2 separate regions of the Sus scrofa genome follow, and region 2 is linked to region 1. Evidence: chromatin contacts called from public HiChIP or PLAC-seq data. All regions are on one chromosome and are shown on one strand. The core of a region is the stretch at or near the end of the contact, and the rest is flanking DNA. Distances in the headings are between cores, read along the strand shown. Region 1 holds the start of SCD (stearoyl-CoA desaturase). Region 2 holds the start of LOC110256637 (SMC5-SMC6 complex localization factor protein 2).

Region 1 (4,808 bases), core at 609-3,108:
AGCAAGGCCAGCATGTAACCCACAACCTCGTGGACACTAGTCAAGTTCTTAACCCGCTGAGCCACAAGGAGAACTCCATTTTTGATGCTATTTTAAACAGTATATTTTAAATTTCATTCTGCAATTGTTTTTTAATAGAATATAGGACAGAATAATTTTTTTATACTGGTTTCTATCTTGACCTTTCTAAATTCACTTACCAATTTTGGCACTTTTTTGGTGGTAGATTCTGTACATTTTTCATACACACAGTTATGTCTTCTGCAAATAATAACAGTTTCTTTCTTCTTTTCCTATCTTTATATCTTTCATTTCTTTTTTCCTGTCCATCATGCAACCTAGGATTTCTAGCACAATGTTGACTAGAAATGGTAGACGATTATATGCTTGCCTGTTCTCTTAAGGGGAAATTTTTTTTTTTTTTTTTTTTTTGGTCTTTTTAAGCCTGCACCCATGGCTAGGAACTGTAGCTGCTGGCCTATGCCACAGCCACAGCAACACTGGATCCGAACTGTATCTGTGACCTACACCACAGCTCATGGCTATGCCAGATCCTTAACCCAATGAGCGAGGCCAGGGATCGAACCCTCGACCTCATGGTTCCTAGTCGGATTCGTCTCCGCTGCGCCACAACGGGAACTCCCACGACTAATGATTAAGTAAAATGATTCTTGTGGACTGACTTGCCTAATAATTCTATAGCTGATAGCTATTTTTGTCCCACTTACAAGTCCTTTTGCCTGCTTCTGGATGAAGGCACACGCTGCGCTTCCTCCCTTTTCTCATGAAAGCCATTCCAAAATTACAACTCGACAATCTGAAGAATTTCCAAAACATCCCGCACACGTTCGCGGGTGGGGGGGGGCGTGGGCACAAGGACGGGATCGCTCACTGGCGCCTGGAGGCGAACGTCCCCTGCTGGGCTTGCCTAGTAGCTGAACGCCGTGCGCGCGTGCAGGTCCACACATCTATCTATGCATCTACGTGTGTGTACACCGCTGCCGGCCTGGAGACCGGCGAGTTCAGCAGTACGCATCTATCGCCCCGCCGCCAGTGGGCGGCGCAGAGCCATTGTTCCGCCGCCGGCCGACCCTCAGCCCCTGCGGCACGCGCGTTCGTCACGGAGGGAGGTGGGGCTTCGCCGGGCCCCCGGCCCCCAACCCGGGGTTTGAAGGCACGTCTCCCCCTCCCACGCGTCTCCGCGAGCTAGAAGGCGGGAGTGGAGTTGTGCGTAGCGGTCGCCCGCGCGGCTTCACCCACACTTTCCCCGGAAACTTCCCTAGTGCCCATCCTTTCGCGAAGTGCCCCAGGGCCAGTCCTGGGCTAGCACCCACCTCCCACCCCCCTACTGAGTCCTCTTCCTCTTCCAGGGAAGACGCTCTCGAGCGCCTCCGAGGAGGCAGGACGCCGGGCAGAAGCCCAGCGGCCGGTGGAAGAGAAGCTGAGGAGGAGAAAGGGAGGGGAGGGGGAGTGAGGAGCTCGCGGCAGAGGGAACAGCAGATTGCGCCGAGCCAATGGCAACGGCAGGACGAGGTGGCACCAAATTCCCTTCGGCCAATGACGCGCCAGAGTCTACAGAAGCCCATTAGCATTTCCCCAGGGGCAGGGGCAGAGGCAGGGGCTGCGGAGACCGAGCCGCGGAGTGTCTGCAGCATCCAGTTTTTGCGTCTCCGGCCCCCAGTAAGCCCCGGCTCTCTGTCTCCTCCCCTCTCCCGCCCATGCGGTTCTCCCACGGTGAGCCAACTCTGCGCACTTTGCCCCTTCTTGGCAGCGAATAAAAGGGGTCAGAGGAAATACAGGACACGGTCGCCCACTGCCAGCTCTAGCCTTTAAATACCCAGCCTGGGGAGACCCGCGCACAGCAGGTCGGGTGCAGACACCGACCCAACGTGCAGCAAAGGGTTCCGAGCGCAGCATCGCTGATCTCCGCGCAAGAGCCGGCTCCAGCACTAGTCTACGCTCAGTGCGGTCTGCCACGAACTCCTCCCTGAAGTCTCATCCCTGGGAAAGTGATCCCAACGTCCGAGAGCCCAGATGCCGGCCCACTTGCTGCAAGAGGAGGTGAGTTTCCAAGTAATGGCCCCCAGACCGCGGGCTCGCCGGTGCTGGTTGGGCTTCTAGGTGACTCGGTGTAGAAGAGAGTTGAGATCGCCGAGGACAGCCACCTTTTTCGAGTTGTATAGTCTTCAGTTTGTTGGGAATGTGGATTGTAATTTGGGAACTTAGTTCTCCAACTTTTGTTTCCTAAAGCTTCAAAGAAAAATCTGGTGGTACCTGTACCCTGATGTGTGTAGGCATGCGGGCTTTCCTTTGTGTGTTTGAAGGGGTGCGAGTGTTTTACCCCTCTATTTCCCCTTCCCCTGAGGTTTCACCCTCCTCCCCAATTTCTCCGCACAGTTCCTGGGGACTTGCGTCTCTTCCATCTAGGATAGACCTTGCCCTCAGGTAACCTGGGTATTGGGGCCAGGTCTGTGCCTATACCCCGCCCTTCCCCCAGCTAGACCAGGGAGTGAAGTGGCCCCTAGTGTCTCCACGTGTCCTCCCCTCTCTCCCAGCTCTGCACTTCCACTCTCTTTCAGATCTCTAGCTCCTACACAACCACCACTACCATCACAGCACCTTCCTCCAGGGTCCTGCAGAATGGAGGGGGCAAGTTGGAGAAGACTCCCCAATACGTGGAAGAAGACATCCGCCCTGAAATGAAAGATGACATCTATGACCCAACCTACCAGGATAAGGAGGGCCCAAGGCCCAAGCTTGAATATGTTTGGAGAAACATCATCCTCATGAGTCTGCTACACTTGGGAGCCCTGTATGGGATCATATTGATCCCCACCTGCAAGATATACACCTTGCTCTGGGGTAAGAGGTCCCCTTGTCCTCCTGTCTCAGTATCCCAGGTTCTCTCCACTCTTTTAATACAGTAGCAACTTACACAGAGTAGAAACACCAGCCCCTCCAGGCCGAGGTTTTTCCAACCATTTCTCTTAGGTGTTGTGGTGGGCTGGGAAGGGAGTCTAGGGGTTTGGGATGCAGGAGTGTCGATTCTGGGGCCTTTAATTTGGGGGGGGGGTTGGAGAGGGAGCCCTGGGACCATGGGCCACAGGCTTTGAAGTGAGTAGATCTGTGCCAGGGAGTCAGCTTTTCTGTTTCAAGTCATTTTCTTGACTGCTTGTCCCAGCCCTGCCAGCCTAGAAAGAATCAAGGCCCTTACCTGGATGCATGGGAACATGGGGCTAGACTAGTGTGACTTTAGAGGGCACATGCTGGGTATAGTCACGGGGTAGCAAGAGAAACTACTCAGGAAGAGGGTTAAGCAGAAGAGGGGGAAGAGAGCTGTGGTCATCCATGAAATTATTTTGCCCTGATCCTTAGCCTTATCAGGCTCCTTAATTACACAGACAGAGGAAGGCGGCTCCTGCATAACTCATGTTACATGGATGTCTTGCTCTGTGACTCCACGTGGGTCTCCAGGGAACTGCACATGCCACTCAAGAAAATGTTCTAATGAAATAAGGTTAAAGAAACGTTTCCTGCCCCATTCCCCACCCATCCTGCTCCAGCCCCTCTCCCCTGATGCCAGGAGTGCCTCCTTGCTGGGGACAGCCAAGCCAGAAAAGAGACTCTGGAGCAGCCCCGGCCCTCAGGCTGCTGCAGTGAGGGAGACAGTCCCCCGTGCGTCCCTGACCTGCCCTTAGCTCAGCTCTTTCAGGAATCCATGGCTTGGGCTGATAGTGGAGCCCTGCCCCCTCACACACATGCGCTCTGCAGGCATTGCCACTCCTGCCTCGAGTCTGACTTGGGAAGAGGAGAGCAGGGAACTCTAAAGATCCAGGAGCTCCATGCTGCTACCCTCTGTGATGGGTGTGGGGTTCAGAACTCCCTGTTAAGAAAGCCACGGTATGGTTTCTGGAGCAGTGTCGGATGTTGGGTCCTTGCTGGCAGCTATGCTCTTGGAGGGTGGTTCTACAGAAGGACTGGTGGGCCAAGTTTCAGCAAAGTCCTCCAGGACCTCTTTGATCTAAAGAGGGTGGATCTGGTCTGCGGAGCCTTGTCTTGGCAGATCCTCTTGGTGCCACAGACAGAGAAATGCATCTGGGTAGATTCCCTCTCTCAATTTTCCCAGACACAAACTGGGGACAACAGGACTTTTTTTAAGCTTAGAAAGGTAGTGCTCCTCTTTTGGCCTCCCTGAAGCATGTGGAGTTGCCGGACCGGGGATCAGACCTAAGCCTCAGCTGCAGGAATGCCGGATCCTTAACCCACCCTACCAGGCCGGGATTCCACCTGAGTCCCAGCATTCCCAAGGTGCCGCTGATCCCGTTGTGCTACAGCGGACATTCCAAGAAAGGTGCTCCTGGAGTTCCTCGAGTGTCATTGCTGGGGCCAGCCAGGTGCAGAGGAAATCAATTCATCCTCAGACCAGGAAGGGCTCTTATAATTGTAAGGGAGGGGGACTTCTGCTCCCCAGCCCCTCTGAGAACCCAGCAGAGCTTGAGTTGCAGTGTGAGGAATCAAGAGCCAGGGACATGGATGCCCCAGGGAATCTGTGGGCTCCCCTCCTGACCCCTTCTCCCCCATAGAGGAGTCTTCACAAGTTTAGTCACTTCCAAGTCCCCCTCCAGCCTCAGGACTCCCTGTCGGCCTCGTTAAGTTCCGAGTTTGGCCAGGCAGCTGCTGCTGGCTCTTCTCCCTTGGCTGCTACTGCAGGGACAGGATGCTGTCCCCAACCAAGGCTGTGCCTGCCGCCTTTTTGGTGCCCTGCCTGTAGATGTGTGCTCTGCCCTTGGACAGAAACCTGTCACACA
Region 2 (4,808 bases), core at 942-3,441, 530 kb after region 1:
CCATGTGTGTGCACACAGTATATATGTATACACAAATTCAAAGTGAGAGAAAGGATATAAACACATAATAGACTGTCCAACACTATTTGGGGGGTAGGGGAAGAGCCTTAGCAGCTCCCAGCAGTTTTGGTCCGTATGTTAAGCATATTTCGCCCTGCAATTCAAATCTGTATTATTTTCAAACACAGTTAAACAAAGAAGAGCCTTAATGCTTATTAAGGATTTAGATAACTACTTCCCTGTTAAGAAGAGATTTTTTTAAATTGTGTTTTCATTATGACTCCATCTCCATTTATTGATCAAGGGATTTCTTGCCTCACTTAACTTCATAATCTGTTGCTCAGATTAAGAAAATTTGAAAACTATTGTTTGGTAGCATGCGTACAGACTTTAAAGCAATACCTTGGAGGCTGGATGATTCAAATACTATAATCCAAGAAAAGCAACTAATTGATCATGCAGAACGTGTTTTTATGCATAACTCTTTTTTATGGACTGGACTTGCAATGAAACGAATCAGAGTAAATGTTTTGTAGATGTGCTGCTATAGAAACAGGAACTTGCTAGTGTAGTAACATCCGACAGAAAGCAATAATACAAAAGATTGGAAATACTACATGTAAAAAGCCCTTAATAAACAAATATAAAAGTCACTGTTCATTCAACACATATTCTATTATTTTCTTTTTTATGTAAGGAACAATGCTAGGTATAGAAACCTGTTATTAGGAGCAAAAAAATGTCCCTTATTTCAGTACTTCCTTTTTTTCATCCCCACAACCCAGGATATAGGTCTGTATGTATGCTTTGGGGGTGAATGAGAAACCTGTCCGTTCACTTTTACCTTCTTCCCTCCCACCACTTTGCCACCCTGTTAGCCACTTTGTTTCTCATTAATTCTTCCTCCTGAGGGCTAACAGGGAAGGAGAGGAGGTGAACTGCCAGTCATTCAAGCATGCTTAGCTACCAAAGCAGTTAAATCTCAGTACAATAAACTTTAAAGACGTGTCTAAATTCTTTTGTGTCATTTAAGATTGTGTTCCATCCAACTGATTGAACAGGCCTGACAATTAAGACTTGAACAACCTTGAGACTGATATTTTGGTTAATAGTTATTATAACACTATCTGACCTATCTGGAAGATTTTTGTAGTAAGTTCAAAGTGTGAGAGTGTGTCTAAAGAACAAAGGAAAAGGAATACTAATTTGCCCCATACTTATTACATGAGAGACCCTGGGCTGTGCAGTTTGCATTGCTTATCATTTTTATGGTTTACAATTACCCAGAAAAGCAGAATGCCCACTTTATAGACATGGAAACTGAGGCTCAGAGATACTTTGATCAGCCTCTCAGTTTGTAGGGAAAACTCTGGCTAAGAGCCTCCAAAGCACAAACCCTTTACAAAGGAGGATTGGAGATTGCTGGCAGTTTTCACCAATCACTTAACATGGGTGATTGAAAGATGGCCCTGTGTTCCTTTCAAAAATCTTCAAGAATTTGGCTCCAGAGACTTTACGGATAACTCATTTCAGCAACTGAAAACAAAATGCGTTTGTGGAATAAAAACAGTCTTTATTTCAATGAGGTGGGTTTTTATTTGTTTGTTTGTTTTCCTTCTTAAAAAAAAAAAGAGGAAAAGGAGCCACCCCAGCACTTAACAAGAACCTTCACACAATGAGCAAGTCTTCAGATTGGGCTGTGCAGACCACCAAGGAAATGGTGACGGCATAAGGGTACTTGGCCTAAGATGTTAGACGATGTAATGAACAGCTGGGGATTTCTGAGGCACAATTGTACGACACAGGAAGCCCAACTGTTGGCCATCCTGATCGAGGGCAGCTGCTGGGCTCCACTTTACGTCTGCAAACCTCGTCCCTCGCTCTCCTCAAGACGGGTGTCGCCAGCTGCCGCAGCGCCCTTGACAGCCCGCGCCTTCCCGCCCCCGCGCGCCCGCCAGGGCGGACACAGCCCGGACGCCGCGGCGCCCCCACCACTACCCCCATGCACGTGACGGGGGGCAGTTTTTCTTCTCCCCACCCCCTCCCTGAGGCCCCGCCTTCTCCTGAGAGGCTGAGGCTTTCTATTGCGCCACTACTGGACTGACCGCCGTGCCAGCCAATCAGAATATGACGCTTCAAGTAAAACCCGCCCCTTGTTGGTCCTCAGGTTCCTTCCCGCTCACACCGGAGTCACTTCCGAAGAGAGAGAACCGCCATGAAGAGAGAAGGGGGTGCCGCCCACCTCTGCTCCGACAGCCTCCCCGAGACCCAGCAGCAAGACGGCAACCACGCACCCAGCTGCTCCAGCCACAGCTCATGCCGCCGTCGCCAGCGGCGCCGACATGACAAGGCGCTGCATGCCCGCTAGGCCAGGTTTCCCCTCATCCCCAGCCCCAGGGTCGTCGCCCCCGCGCTGCCATCTGAGACCCGGTAGTACCGTCCCTGCTGCAGCGGGAAAGAGAACAGAGAGTCCTGGGGACAGGTACCGTGCAGAGGGCTTGAGAAGGGGCCGGGTCGCGGGGGCAAGGGTATGAGGGAGGACTGCGGACGGCCACTCTTCCAGTTCCCGCCATCCTCCGCGAGCTCAGGCCTCCGCGTCCGGGGCCTGGCAACCCCCTCGCCCCGCCTCCGCGCGGTGGCTGCTGGGAGTTCGAGTCTCCTTTTCTGTAGTTGGGACGCTGTTCTCGGTCTAGTGACCACAGCCTGGCTGGCGATGGACAACCCGCCTTAGGTAGAACGTGATTTTTGCCCTTTACTTTAGCTGGACCCGGGGCCCTGACTGCTAAATGCATATTTAAGTGGTTTTCTGTACGTTGTCCGTTCTAATGCTTCTAGTGGTTGAATCGTTTAAGCCTTTTCTACGTTGTGGGTAAACTTATGTAAGATGTGATGAGGGAAACCCTTCCACGAATTGCTTTATAGTCTAGTATACACGATAAGTTTTAATTAAAAGAACATGCAGATTTGGAATGTGATATATTTTCTTCTTCAGGAACTTTACGCCTTTCCAAGAGGCCAGGTTTTTTTGTAAAGATTTTGTGGGAGCTATGTAATGAGATGGAGAGTTTCATCAAATGACATCCTCTGACAATAAAACGTGTTTAAATTCTCTACGCACTTGGTACTGTCTTTTTTATTTTAAGTTTAAAAGCTTGTAGCGTAAGTTTAACAACAAATATATCTTATAATAATTGTGGTATAGGTCCACAACCCCTTATCTTAATTCCAAAAGCCAGAAAACCGTGAAAACCGAAAGTTTTCGATAAGTTTGGCGCCACATCTAACTTGGCAGCCAAACCTGACCAGAACTAATGGAAAGCTAGAGATGGTCTTTTTCCTATTAAGTGTGAGTATTCTTAAGTCTTGCTGGGGAATATTAATGTGTGTGCTTACAGGGTACAGTCTCAGACCCCCCTGGGGGCTTTACATAATACTATCCACCACCTTTCTAAAATCCAGTAAATTCAAAATTTTTAAACACATTTGGTCCCTAGAGTTTCAGATAAGGGTTTGTGTGCTGTTAACAAGTACTTTTTAAACTAGTTATAAGTAAGTAATGGATCTTTCTGTGCCTATGAATTTAAGGGATTGTTCTGTCTTGAAAGATACATTCATGGTTACTTTACAGATTTCTTGTATGTTTTACCCAAAGCCAGTTTTCTCTCAGGTGTATTACTTGAAAAGAAGAGGTACAGTGTTCCTTTTGGTAGTTAATGTAAAAACATTTAGTATTACCTTGTTTCGAGTTAATTAACTGTTTTTTAATCCTTTCTCATCTCTTTTCTTAACCAATAGCTGAAGGCATCATCCTTCTCACCTTTGCAGAACCTCTAGTATTTCTTCTTTTACTCTCTGGTAGAGTTAAATTTGTCTGATAGAATTCATTTTATGAAAACAAATGCATAGATTCTTCCTTAGATGGTCACTCATTCATTTCATGGCTACTTAGATTTTCTGCCTACATCTCAAACATTGTGGACTCTCGGTAAACCATTAAAGATGGGCATTGCTGTACTAATGTGGTCAGTAAAGTGTACAAGATGCAGAAGCTTAACCTTCAAGGGACTTGGATTGTTCAAGTTTTCTCTGAGCATTCCAACCTCATAGTGTTTAAATGTTTAGAGAAACCCATCTACCACTTATTTTATTTCAGTAAAATGAATACACTGTAGCAAAACTTGCCAGAAAGGTATTTTGCTCTACATACAATATCCCTCTTTATGCAGTTGACAGCTTCTTAAATACATAAACAAATCACGATACAAATTTGGGTAATATGGTACTGTTTCACTGTGTCTATTGTAGGGTGCAGCAGTCCTTAAATATTAAAGCAATTTGGTTTTTGTTATTGTTAATTTTCTTCCTTTTATGTGTTTTGTGTTTTTCCTATGCAATGCTTTGTTTTTTAAATGAGTTCTTAGTAAAATTTTGAAACACTACTCATTCCAATTTTTGCTGTCACTTAGATTAACATCTAACTGCAGTATATAAAGAGTATAGTAGAAGCTTAGAACTTGGTCTTTTCTGCCTTTTGCCTAGCACACTCTTCAGCTGCCTCTCCAGACCAGACAAATCACCCATATTTGCCATTGTATCATCTGTTCTTGATAGGAGTCTGTTCAGGTTTTACTTAGTTTTTATAACTGCCATTATTTTGTTCAGCAAACGTTTATTGAGCATTATTTTGTACCTGTCACTGAAGATGTCAAGGAATAGAATCAGAGTCCCTCAAGTTCTTTACCACATAGCAGCAGATTTTTCAGCCCTAGGAGGCATTCTACCACTTCCTTGAATCCACATTCCAGTCT

What was found. HiChIP or PLAC-seq counts read pairs in DNA pulled down with a chosen protein or histone mark.
Region 2: an H3K27ac HiChIP or PLAC-seq map of alveolar macrophages shows a contact between it and region 1. The contact joins the promoter of LOC110256637 here to the promoter of SCD in region 1. A contact is called at or near these places in 1 of 47 Hi-C or Micro-C datasets (embryonic fibroblasts) and 2 of 2 datasets of contacts at active chromatin or transcription factors (alveolar macrophages and skeletal muscle).

The regions. Positions count from the first base shown.
Region 1 is chr14:111,459,950-111,464,757 of Sscrofa11.1, forward strand. SCD (stearoyl-CoA desaturase) reads left to right here and starts at 1,859. Exons shown (of 6, transcript NM_213781.1): 1 at 1,859-2,061; 2 at 2,580-2,862. The coding sequence starts at 2,035.
Region 2 is chr14:111,994,591-111,999,398 of Sscrofa11.1, forward strand. LOC110256637 (SMC5-SMC6 complex localization factor protein 2) reads left to right here and starts at 2,192. Exons shown (of 20, transcript XM_021072667.1): 1 at 2,192-2,482. It also overlaps the pseudogene LOC110256638.